Regions from separate parts of the Anas platyrhynchos genome. Here all the other regions are linked to region 3. Evidence: chromatin contacts called from public Hi-C data. All regions are on one chromosome and are shown on one strand. Each heading gives the region's core, a stretch centred on a gene start, on an enhancer-like site or on the middle of the called end of the contact. The rest is flanking DNA. Distances are from core to core; before and after follow the strand shown. Region 1 overlaps CHRNA9 (cholinergic receptor nicotinic alpha 9 subunit). Region 2 holds the start of UCHL1 (ubiquitin C-terminal hydrolase L1). Region 3 has its middle 27 kb from the start of RBM47.

Evidence for each region. Hi-C and Micro-C count contacts between places; a contact is called where the count stands out from the background.
Region 1: a Hi-C map of skeletal muscle shows a contact between it and region 3, with 6 times the contacts expected there. The contact joins two enhancer-like sites. A contact is called at or near these places in 2 of 8 Hi-C or Micro-C datasets (liver and skeletal muscle).
Region 2: a contact with region 3 is called in a Hi-C map of skeletal muscle, with 2.5 times the contacts expected there. The contact joins the promoter of UCHL1 here to the enhancer-like site in region 3. A contact is called at or near these places in 2 of 8 Hi-C or Micro-C datasets (skeletal muscle and subcutaneous adipose tissue).

Annotation. Positions count from the first base shown.
Region 1 is chr4:55,701,890-55,705,569 of IASCAAS_PekinDuck_T2T, forward strand. It overlaps CHRNA9 (cholinergic receptor nicotinic alpha 9 subunit), which reads right to left. Exons shown (of 6, transcript XM_013109625.5): 6 at 1-3,680. The coding sequence ends at 3,196. Among named protein-coding and RNA genes, the nearest start is that of CHRNA9, 21 kb to the right of the region's middle. Within about 2 kb of position 1,657, at least 3 of the 8 cell types and tissues checked have an H3K27ac peak or open chromatin away from gene starts, as enhancers often do.
Region 2 is chr4:55,351,359-55,354,948 of IASCAAS_PekinDuck_T2T, forward strand. It overlaps UCHL1 (ubiquitin C-terminal hydrolase L1), which reads right to left and starts at 1,459. Exons shown (of 9, transcript XM_038178812.2): 1 at 1,313-1,459; 2 at 1,213-1,224; 3 at 968-1,096. The coding sequence starts at 1,345.
Region 3 is chr4:55,567,447-55,570,990 of IASCAAS_PekinDuck_T2T, forward strand. No RefSeq gene overlaps it. Among named protein-coding and RNA genes, the nearest start is that of RBM47, 27 kb to the right of the region's middle. Within about 2 kb of position 2,100, at least 2 of the 8 cell types and tissues checked have an H3K27ac peak or open chromatin away from gene starts, as enhancers often do.

The DNA of each region.
Region 1 (3,680 bases), core at 407-2,906, 130 kb after region 3:
AAAAACACTGCTCTAGCTTTCAACTCTTCGTGACTGTATTTAGTTGTACCCTGACAGATTTTTCTTCCGTTTTCCCCCAGCTCTTTAAATCCACACAATCTTTTAGCATTCACAGATTCTGTTGCAAGGAGTTCCTCAGCCTTCTCACACAGTATATAGTCAGTCCCATCCACTACCTCGCAGTATATTTGATGCACCTGGTTCCTAAAGTAGAAGAGAGAGCAAACAATAACTCTATTTTCTTTATACCACCCATAAGCCTTGGACAAACACTCCCTTAGCCATTTCTTCTGAATACCTTACCTTTATCTTTAAATACTTTACTTCCCAGGCTTTGGGGACAGTATCTTTTTTCCACAACAAAGACCAAATCAGTTTCCTAAACGAGGCAGTATAAATGTCAAACCCTGAGCTCCATGGCAAATGTCTGCAACCATTCTTCTGCACAGGGAGAATGAACAGCTTGGTTTCTAAAGCAGATATTCAAAGTTACCCCAGTTGACTGGAAGCTGATAATATATAGGGAATACACTTGAGACTTTTTCCACATACTGAGTTTATTCTTGGCTAGCTACCCAGTTTATCTTTACATTAGAACCTGGACTTTAAAGCTTGCATTATGTATGAGAATCCAGATAAGCTTACAGCATTAATTATTCCACACAAAAGAAAACCTGGCATTTAGAATTCAACGCATCATTTACATAATAATAATAACTACAAATCCCTCTCTTTCAATAAATTTGGGCATGACGACTGCATCGGTTTGCCATTTTGACTCCTCACTCTTAAGTTACAGCTTCACAGGTGTGCTCCTATTAACTGCAACAGTTACGAAAACTCATTTTATCACATGAACTTTTGACTGGGATCCATTACAGTGTCCTTCTGCCTCTCCCACTGCATCTAGAATATCATGGTTTCAAAATTCAGGATGCTTTGTAAAAGCAATTTATCTGCCAAGGGCATGCCTGGGCTTTTAAGCTTCTCACTTTACCATGAGACATCTTCTGGAACTTTTGTCTGAGGAGTTAAAAGAAATTAACACAGAGGAGAGGGCTTTTTAGTGTTGTCAGCAAACACATTCATGTACACTTAAGCAGCAAGGTGTTGAACAGGGAACGTGTTGATTATGGCACTACTTTAATGATAGTGCTGTAAGATCATGCTTTTGTGCTAAGTAATGCGCAAAGCAACCTTGGCATTCCTTTAGACAGCTGATAATTTAAGTACATTTAGATGAGCAGACAGTGAGGTGGACTGAGAACTGGCTGGATGGCAGAGCTCAGAGGGTTGTGTGAGAGTGTCCACAGTCTAGCTGGAGGCCTGTAGCTGTGTCCCCCAGGGGTCTGTGCTGGGTCCGGTCCTATCCAACTTACCCACCAGTGAACCAGATGAACGGACAAGGATGCACTCTCAGCATGTTTGCTGCTGATACAAAAGCAGGAAGAGTGGCTGATTCACCACAATGCTGCATTGCTATTCAGAGGGACCTGGCCAGGCTGGAGAGTTTGGCAGAGAGGATCCTCCTGAGGTTCAACAAAAGCTAGTGCAGGGTCCTGCACCTGAGAGGAATAACCCCACGCACTAGTACAGGTTGGGGGATGACCTGCTGGAAAGCAGCTCTGCAGGAAAAAAACTGGGAGTCCTGGTGGACAGCGGGTAAACCATGAGACAGCAATGTCCCCTTGTGGCCAAGAAGGCCAATGGTATCCTGGGGTACATTAGGAAAAGTGTTGCCAGCAGGTTGAGAGGTGATCCTCCCACTCTGCACAGGCCTGGGGAGGCCACACCTGGAGTATTGTGTCCAGTTCTGGGTTCCCCAGTACAAGAGGGACATGGAGCTTCTGGAGACAGTCCAGCAGAGGGCTGTGAAGATGATTAGGGGACTGAAGCATCTCTCATATGAGGAAAGGCTGAGAAAACTGGGCCTCATTAGCCTGGAGAAGAGAAGACTGAGAGGGGATCTCATCAATGCATATAAATTTCTTAGGGAAGGGTGTCAAGATGATGGGGCCAGGCTCTTTGGTGGTGCCCAGAGGTAAGCAACAGGCACAAACTGAAACACAGGAAGGTCCACCTGAATATGGGGAAACACTTCTCTACTGTGAGAGTGACAGAACACTGGAAGGGGTTGCTCAGAGAGATTGTGGAGTCTGCTCCCCTGGAGATATTAAAAAACCCACCTGGACGTGATCCTGTGCAACATGCTCTAGGTGACCCTGCTTGAGCACGGGGGGTGGACTAGATGGTCTCCAGAGGTCCCTTCTGACCTTAGTGATTCAAAACCAGATAACAGACACATGGGGTGAGCATTAGTCAAGATCAATACAATGAGCAGAGACTAGACACTCACAGCCTATTTTAACAGCCTCACAAGTGACATTTAAAGGCCCATTTTGAACAAATGTCCAGAGCAATGAAATATCTAGGGAGGATGAGAAGCCCTTCCTACTGTTAGAATCAGAAGGAAGAGAAAGGAGGAGAGGCCCTGTGACTTGGTGAGGAAAAAGTCCTGTCATTCTGGCTTACTGTGCCTGTAGTAACAATGGAGCAATATTTAGCAGCAGGAAATGATTAAAAGGAAAATCAAGGTACAGTCATATTTAGTGGTATACTCAGTGGTAGCAGAAGTGAAAGGCACACCAGAGAGCAAGATAGAGGCAGGTGGAGCCTATGAGCAGACATGAACAGTAACCAGAAAAAGCCCTTAACAAAATAAGCTAACTTAGGCAAGCTAAAAAAGGAAAAAAGGGCAGTGCCATGAAGCAGTAAATTCCAGGAACTGTCACAATCTCACAAATACCCCACTTTTGTTCTGGCAGAGAGAAAAGGCCAGCCAAGTTACAAGGTGCAGCCCTCTGAATAGAGTGCTCCCTGCTAGGCTGTCGGCTCCATCACTGCATTGCTCCCCCGATCAGCCTGCAGTCGTGGCCACCGTTCATTAAGACGGAGCACAGACTGCTCATCCAGCAGCCTCATCGGGGCTGCACTCCCATATTAAAATGCAATGAAAGCCACTAATAAAGCCATCCGCTGAGCAATGTCTCAACATGCCGTTGCAGCCTACTGAGCTGGTTTATTGTTACAGAACAGAAGACACAAAGATCTCAGAAGCACACCTACCCCACAGCTCCACTGAAATGAGCTAACCCAGTACATTCATACCTACAAAATGAATGTGTTCATCTGCAGTTAAGCTGCTTTCCCAATGATCAGCACACTCATGAAAAACACCATGATAAAAAAAATCCACATGAAAAACCTGTCCATCACTTTTGCTACTTTTTTCCACTCAATCCCTTTGGCCCGGTTTGCTTTATGGTCTCGAACACAGTTAGCAATGTACTCGATATTCTTTATCAGCATTTTGTAACAGGAACAGCAGTTAACATTCTCCCTACCGTCTTCACCATGAACTCCACAGCTTTTATTCAAATTTCCATTCAGCTTCTCCTTGAGATCACTGTCATCATTTCTATTGGAAAGTTGACTCCTTACCTCTTTGTCTCCCCCCGGACACACATCATCCCCCTCTAACTTATGTTCTTGCTCCTTCTCTCTTTGCGGACTTGTACAGTTTTCACCCACATCATACACAAAAAAGATTTTTGACATGTAGTCCAAGATAACCACCCTGGCCCATTGTGGAACAGGCTTCGCTTCTGAGCCACAGTGAT
Region 2 (3,590 bases), core at 209-2,708, 220 kb before region 3:
GTGTTACCTTTTTATTATGCAAATTGCCACACAGACAGATATGCAGGAGAACCGATACCAGGTCTAGACAGAAAAGACTTGCACAGAAAGTCATCTTCATGGCATGGGTCCAGTAAAGCATTGTAATGCCTACTCTGGATGCAGGCCAAGCCTTAATGGACTACCTGCATGACTCAGTCATATCCAAAAGCATTGCTCTTGGCCTCTCCATCTGTGTGGTACACTGGAAACAGCTTGAGGGGGAAGTAATAATGGATAGGCTCTTTTATCCTCTCAATTGTTTTGCCTATTTAATGAGACTACTCAGCATGTCTCCGCATTTGTACCGTTAGGTTACCTCCCTTCATGAACCCCTCCCTATCAGCAGGATGTATAGACCAGCGTAAAACCCATTGCTACTGAAAGGTTATAACCCTTCAGTCGAATAACATTAAGCATCTTTTGTTTCAAAGACCACCTCCTCATCCAGTTCTTCAGCATTGGTCAGACAAAGCACCTTAATCACCCAGGAGTGGTTTAGGCCTTCCCGAGCAATGATTCAGCATGATGGCTGAACCACCATTCCCCACGCTCAAGGCAGCATTTTCTTCAGCCAGGCACACAAACCGAAGCACAGGAGGTGTATCGGAGCAAGCAGCCTTATTTTCTGGCTTGTTTTCCCTCAGCTCAAGCTGTTTGGAGGCGAGGGCTGAGCACAGGCACCCACCAGACCACACCCACTCTGCAATATCTGACCACTGCCTGCCCAGACAGCATCCCTACCAACCGGGAAAGGTACCCTTACTAAACAGGAAGGTTATAGGCTGCCAGCTTGTTTTTTATTTCATTTTAGGCACAACCCAGCCTGCAGAAACCCCACAGAGCAAGCACCAGGGCGAGCAGCAGGCTGGCAGCTCATCCTGCCACCAGCGAGGGGATGTGCAGGGGATGCCCAGCACCCCTCGGCACGGCTCAGGGCCCCACCTACCTGCTCGGTGAGGGGGAAGAGCAGCAGCAGGGCGCAGGCCGGGCTGGGCACGGCGCCCAGCGCCTCCTCCTCGAAGCCCAGCACGTCCACGAAGCGCCAGCCGGGGCTCACACCCAGGCGGGCCAGCACCTGCGGGGCACAGCGGGCGGGTGGCACGGCCGCAGCCCCTCAGGGCCCCGCCACCCGCCGCGGTGACACAGGGAACAAGGAGGAGGAGGAGGAGGAGGAAGGCGCCGCGCACTCACTTTGTTCAGCATCTGCAAGACAACGAGGGGGAGACGGGGGCTGAGTGGAAGCTCAGCGCCTCGCCTCAGCTCACCTCACCGCCCGGCCCCCCGCGCGCACCTCGGGGTTGATCTCCATGGGCTGCCACGCCATGGCTGCAGGCAGGAGGCGATGTCCCCTCACGCGGCGATGTCCCCCGGTAGCGGCAGCAGCAGCACCTCCCGCTCCTCACCGCCGCCCTCAGCGCTGTGGCGCGGAGCCGCCCACCCCGGCCCTTATATAGCAGCGGGACGGACCACACGGCGCCGCGGTGGGGGGGGGAGGGAGGGAGGAGCGGGGCGAGACCAAGGCGGGGGGAGGAGGGGGAGACCCCGGCCCCTGTGGTGTGGTGAGGCGGGGGGGAAGGTGCTAGAAGCGCCCCCCCGTGTCCCGCCCTGCCGCCCAGCGGGGCTGTCGCTGTCCCCAGGGCCAGCACGGGGCAGGTGCTCCCTCTGTGTGGTGTAAAGGTGTTCAATACAGGCAGTACGTGCTGTTGGAACAACAATACGACAAAAAAAAAAAAAAGATAATAAATGCAACAAAACCCGTCCTCGTCAGCCTGCTGGTTGCATCGCTGCAGCTCGGTTCAATTCCTGCCTTCAAGTCGAGCCTTCTGCAGCTAATTATAACACACCGGGCTTTTTATCTTTTATTCATGACCGACAGCTTCTCCATTCTGGCCTTGGGTGTGAGCACAGCAACAAACCCAGGCTCTGGCACGCAACCTGGCCTGATCTCAGCTGAGCAACCCCTCTGCTGTGAGCAGGAGCTTGGCATGGAGACATCCTAAGAGCCCTTCCAACCCGAGGCATCCTGTGATTCCTCCTGTCACAGTAAAGGCAAAGCAGTATACACCGATCAACACCAAAGATTTCTTTTTTTGGGGGGGTGGAAGATGTCACAGTAAACGACAGCATCATTTATTTCTGCCTTTTCCCCTTAGGTTTTAGCTGAAAGTGTTGATACCCACCAGAAAGCCCAACATGTCTGTTGGGTACACAGTATCTCTGACTACCATCCTTTTTGTGATCTACTCTGCCTGTGCTGGAAGATTCAAGTATCCCAAAAACTTGAATCAACAAGTATGAAGCTAACGATTGCTGATACGTATGTAGGAGACTGCATGCAGCTCCTTTGAGAGGATGACAAGTCTTGCAGCCTAGAAAAGGGAAGGCTATAAATGGCAAGAAAAATTCTGCTTCTGAATTCCTCAGTGGCAAATGGTGGTTATAACTCCAGCCTGCCTCAAAGTAATAGCAGTGCTCAAATCTCTGGGTTACTGTCATCCCTGGGATGGCCCCTATGTCCACACAAGCAACACACAAGGGCCATAGTATTTCTAAGGGATGATCTGCCAAATCTATCAGTACATTACACTTAAATAAACAGTAAATGTAACTGGTAAAATCTGCTGCAGTTGCATAAAGATGCCTGCCTCTGGGAAGCCACATAAAAACGAGTGCTGTGTCATATCCAGTACCCATCTACCTCCTTGCAAAGAGGAGGTCTCTGTACCATCTTTGCTCAGTGCAGGTAGATGTAAATGGCAATTTTAACCCAATACTTTGCCATCATTACAATAAAATCAGCTCACCAGAAAAAATGACTGGAAATATTTGTAAACATTTTGCATTGTCCAAATATAATAAAACTTGTGGTGTTTAACACTGCCTGTGAGTAAAGCTTTCACTCAGATGCCTAATCTGGAAGGAAGAATCTTCACTACATATATAGTCTTTGGGCCCAGTGATAATATTTACTTTCTCCCTGTGTTTCAGTTTAAGGTTTACACAAGGAAGATCTAGACCTAAATTTAAGGGCCTTTTCCGAGTTCAGAAGCTCTCCTAACAGGAGTGACTATGACAAGCAGGGTGATGTGGGAGATGGAGCTGGCCTTATGCAATGCAGAGCCCCTGATGTGGAAACTGAGGTCATAAACTGCTTTAGAAGATCATTTTTCCTATTCCTCTGCCAGAAGCTAAGCCCTGAGACTTTCCAAGTCCCTACCTTCAGCTGCATAATCCACACCTCCCTACCAAACACCTCAGACCTGTGCCTTCCTTTGTTTTACTGTGATATTATTCACTTCCCAAAAGAAGGACCCCAAACCAATTCCTGGAAATCTATACTCCCTACCTCCCAAACAGGCAAATTGTGTCCTTGGCTTGCTGGTGGAGCCCAGGTCAGGAGGAGCTGTGCACCGCTGCATCCCACAGGAACCCAATGCTGCAGGTCAGCAATTTCTCAGCACCTGCCCATATGCACTTACACTGCAGTGTGCTGAAAGCATCGGAGTCACTGTGATTATCTGTTGTAAGTCATTTATTGGGCTGGGGTAAAAGCCTGCCTGAGAGCAGTT
Region 3 (3,544 bases), core at 850-3,349:
AAGCAAAAGAACACTGTGTGCATGAGCATTACGTGTTCCCATAGAGGCTATTAAAATCAGAATTTTGATGGGAGAAAAATGGTTTTATTCAAAGTACCATAAGGAAACTAGAAGGAAAATACTAAACAAAGAGAAAGAAAATAAACGATTGAACATAGTGCACAGTTACCATCCATCTCCTTTTTCCAAAACTTTGCCTCTACCAAATCCTTGGTGAAGAGCTCGTTCCATTACACTAGTGAAGGATATCATAACATGAAGTTGTGAAAATACATAGAAAACTGTTGCTGTTTTATTCTTTCTGTTGTTAAAAAGCCCGGTGATGGTATTAATGATAATAGAAGGACTGCAGGGCTCTGAGTTTCGACTTTGATGATGAAATTAATGTTTGATATTTATTTATTTATTGTTAATTTGAAGGTTTTGTTCTTAACAGCAGTTTTATATGTGCCTCTGAATTTCCCCTTCTCTATAGAACCTCAGTGAAAGGAAAATAAAAGGATGCAAGTCTAGGCACTATTTTTTTTTTCTGAAACAAGATCTTAAATAAGTTTATACCTAAATTATAGAACAAGACCTCCATTTTGTAATCTTTCTTTTCTAATTTATTAAATCCTTATCTTGTCCATTCAGATCACCTTCCCTTGGTTTCAGAGGTGAATAACTGATCATTGCAAGCCCTGGACTGACAAAATGCTGCATTAGCTCACCCAGTTTGAGCTAAAACTGTATTAGCTAAAGGTCTGAATTAAACATGTCCTTGTTACATGAAATCGAGCCATTTCTTAATTTATTCATTGAGATGACTGGCATTTACGAAAATTGATAAATGTTGCTATAGCAAATGAAAAGCATTTTACTTTGACCTGAGGATATTCACCCAGCAGTTTCATGCCACTTAATTACTGCAACTTGTAACTTGAGGTCTACCAGTAAAAATGAGAAATAATTACAACGAGGTTAATTTCAGTGATATTCCAGTGATTAGCCTGAACCTTCTAAACAGGCATCACATTGCTCTTGAGAAACCTTCCAGGTTTAGTGTCTCAAGTTTGTCTTTAAAGTTCACAGCATGAACAGTCAGATGACAGATTCAGAACTTAGGGCAAATTTTCTCATGTTCCTTTAGCAGTTTGAAGCTCTGATACTTGGCAATAACCCCCACTGATGTGAAAGCTCCCCCCATGTGTGGAGAGGTCAGTAGGGAGTTAGCCTCCTGGTCTGAAAGATTTATAGAAATGGGTTGTGTTGTAATTTCATTTCAACCAAGAGAACAGGTAGAGGTAGCTAAAATCACATTCTGTGTGATGCTGAGTTTTTGATGTTTCTAGTACTCCCTGGCAGTATTCACACTCTTCAAGCTTACTTTGCAGAGCTAGAGTCACAGTTACAGCCTGATACATGAACTGAAGCATTTGTAAATGGAAATATACTACCTGATACTCCTTAGCATAAAAAGAAATTCCAGCGGAGGAAAATAAATAAATAAATAAATAAAAACATTATTCCCAAACTGAGTTTTGCCAGATTAATGCAGATTTTTTATTTTTTAATAATGAACTTTACAACAAAATTCTGTAACATTGCACTAAATTTCCTACACATAATATGTATATAAATTCAATAGAGGACACGGTCAATTTGGCAATGTTTGATCAGACAGCTCAGTTATCTGATTGCATTAATGCTACGTATCCAAATTCTCCTTGTTCTGTCTTTATATCTCTCCCTGTTGAAATCCAAGCCCTGGAGTCAAATAAGAAAATTTCCCTAACTCTTTGAAATCTTTGGATCAAAGGAATGAATGACAGCTGTGATCTCTGTGAGAAATAAAGCACGCGTTTTGGTAAGCTGTATCTCGCTGCTCAGAAAATACGACTGGAGACATAGCACATGGTAACGGCAGAGTTAGGGGCCAACTCGTAAGTCCGAGCTTTGCATGAAAATGAATTAATTAACGGCGTGATTCCTGCTGTTAATGTTCACGATTGGCCTCACCGTCGTGCCTGGTGCTCGCTGCCATCAGCTCGGCTCCCCCTGGAGCTGGCGCAGGCCGCAGGCCGCGGCCGTGGCTGCGGTGCCACCTGCCGGCGGCTGCCGGGCACCGGCCGGGGCGGCCCGGCCTGGGCCAGGGCGGCCATTTCCTTACCCACTGCCAGGGGGTTGCTGTGGTGTCTGCCTTGTTGCTGCTGCCCTGCAGGGGAGGCTGCTAAGGTGTTCCCTGTGCGTCGACTTCAAGTGCGATGCTAAATTCAGTGTTTGTTCTCTAGTACCTAAGACAAATGGGAAGTGGTCTACAGCCTCCTTTTTCTTGCCTCTGCTTTACCGTCTGTCCCACTCTCCTATATAACCAATATGTGGTGGGGACACACCCCGCGTCCAGTACAGAAGTAAAGCTAGGTTTAGGTTTATGTTTAACAAATGAGTTAGAGCTAATGCCGTATCACACCTCTCACCCAGGATTTATTATCGCTGCTCCACCAGATACCCCTTGTGGGATCACACGAGTGAACACTCCTCAGCCACATCAGGACAAAGTCTGGTGGCTTAGCTTTATCTGTAGTGGCAGGTGGTTCAAGCTACACTGCATGGCTTTTCATGGATGCACAGGAATGGCCATGTGTTCTCTTCAATCAGCAGAACACGTTCAGAGAGGGCAACATACAGCTGGGAGCCATAGCACTGTGAATCTCTTGACACTTTTCCTGTGACTATTTTCTGTCTGATTTCTACCTTGTCTTTCGGTATGGCCCTTTTCCCTAGGGTCCTTTAACAGAAGTATGCATAGAGCTCAGTCTCATTTAAAGTAGAGCGAAAGACTTACCATTTTGTTTGAGTCTTCCTCGACTTACTGGGTATGAAACATTTTAACATTAAGTTTGGCAAACAGTTTTACAGATGCATTTTCTATTTAAATCTCAGAAATATATCAAAACATTAAAGTGCTGAGTAGTTAATAAATACAACAAAACCAGTAGAAAAATATTGTGGTTGCCATTATGTAGCCTTTCTTCTGTGTCTCCGGTTGGATGAATATGCCCAGTTTTACAACAGCAGAGAGGCTGTTTAATTAGATTTTTAAATTACATTTTGTAGACATGTGAAAAAGAAGGCAATAGAGGCCAAAAGATACCCTGGCAGCAGAGAAACTCATCATCTAGGCAGCATTCTGGAAGAGAAGATAATTTCCCATGGCCTTACTACACTGGAGGAAGAAGCGTTGCAAACTCTATCACAGAAAGAGTGCTTATGTGAGGACTTCAAACTAGAAGGCATGCAGAGGGTCTTTATGTATTCGAAAACCTTATGCAAACATACTAAGATAGAAAAAGAGACCTGAACTTATGGCAGCATTTTAGAATTCCTACATCAGTAGCTTCATACGCAGTTTCCCAAAGTAAAAACTAATTTATTGAAAATTTTGTAATGTATTATGGCATAGTTAAAGCTCGTTTTTGGAAGCTTTTTTTTCCTCTGGGTAAATGCTATATGTCAGTCTTCAGGACTGGCAGCTCAGCACTTTTCACCACCATTTCATTAAGCA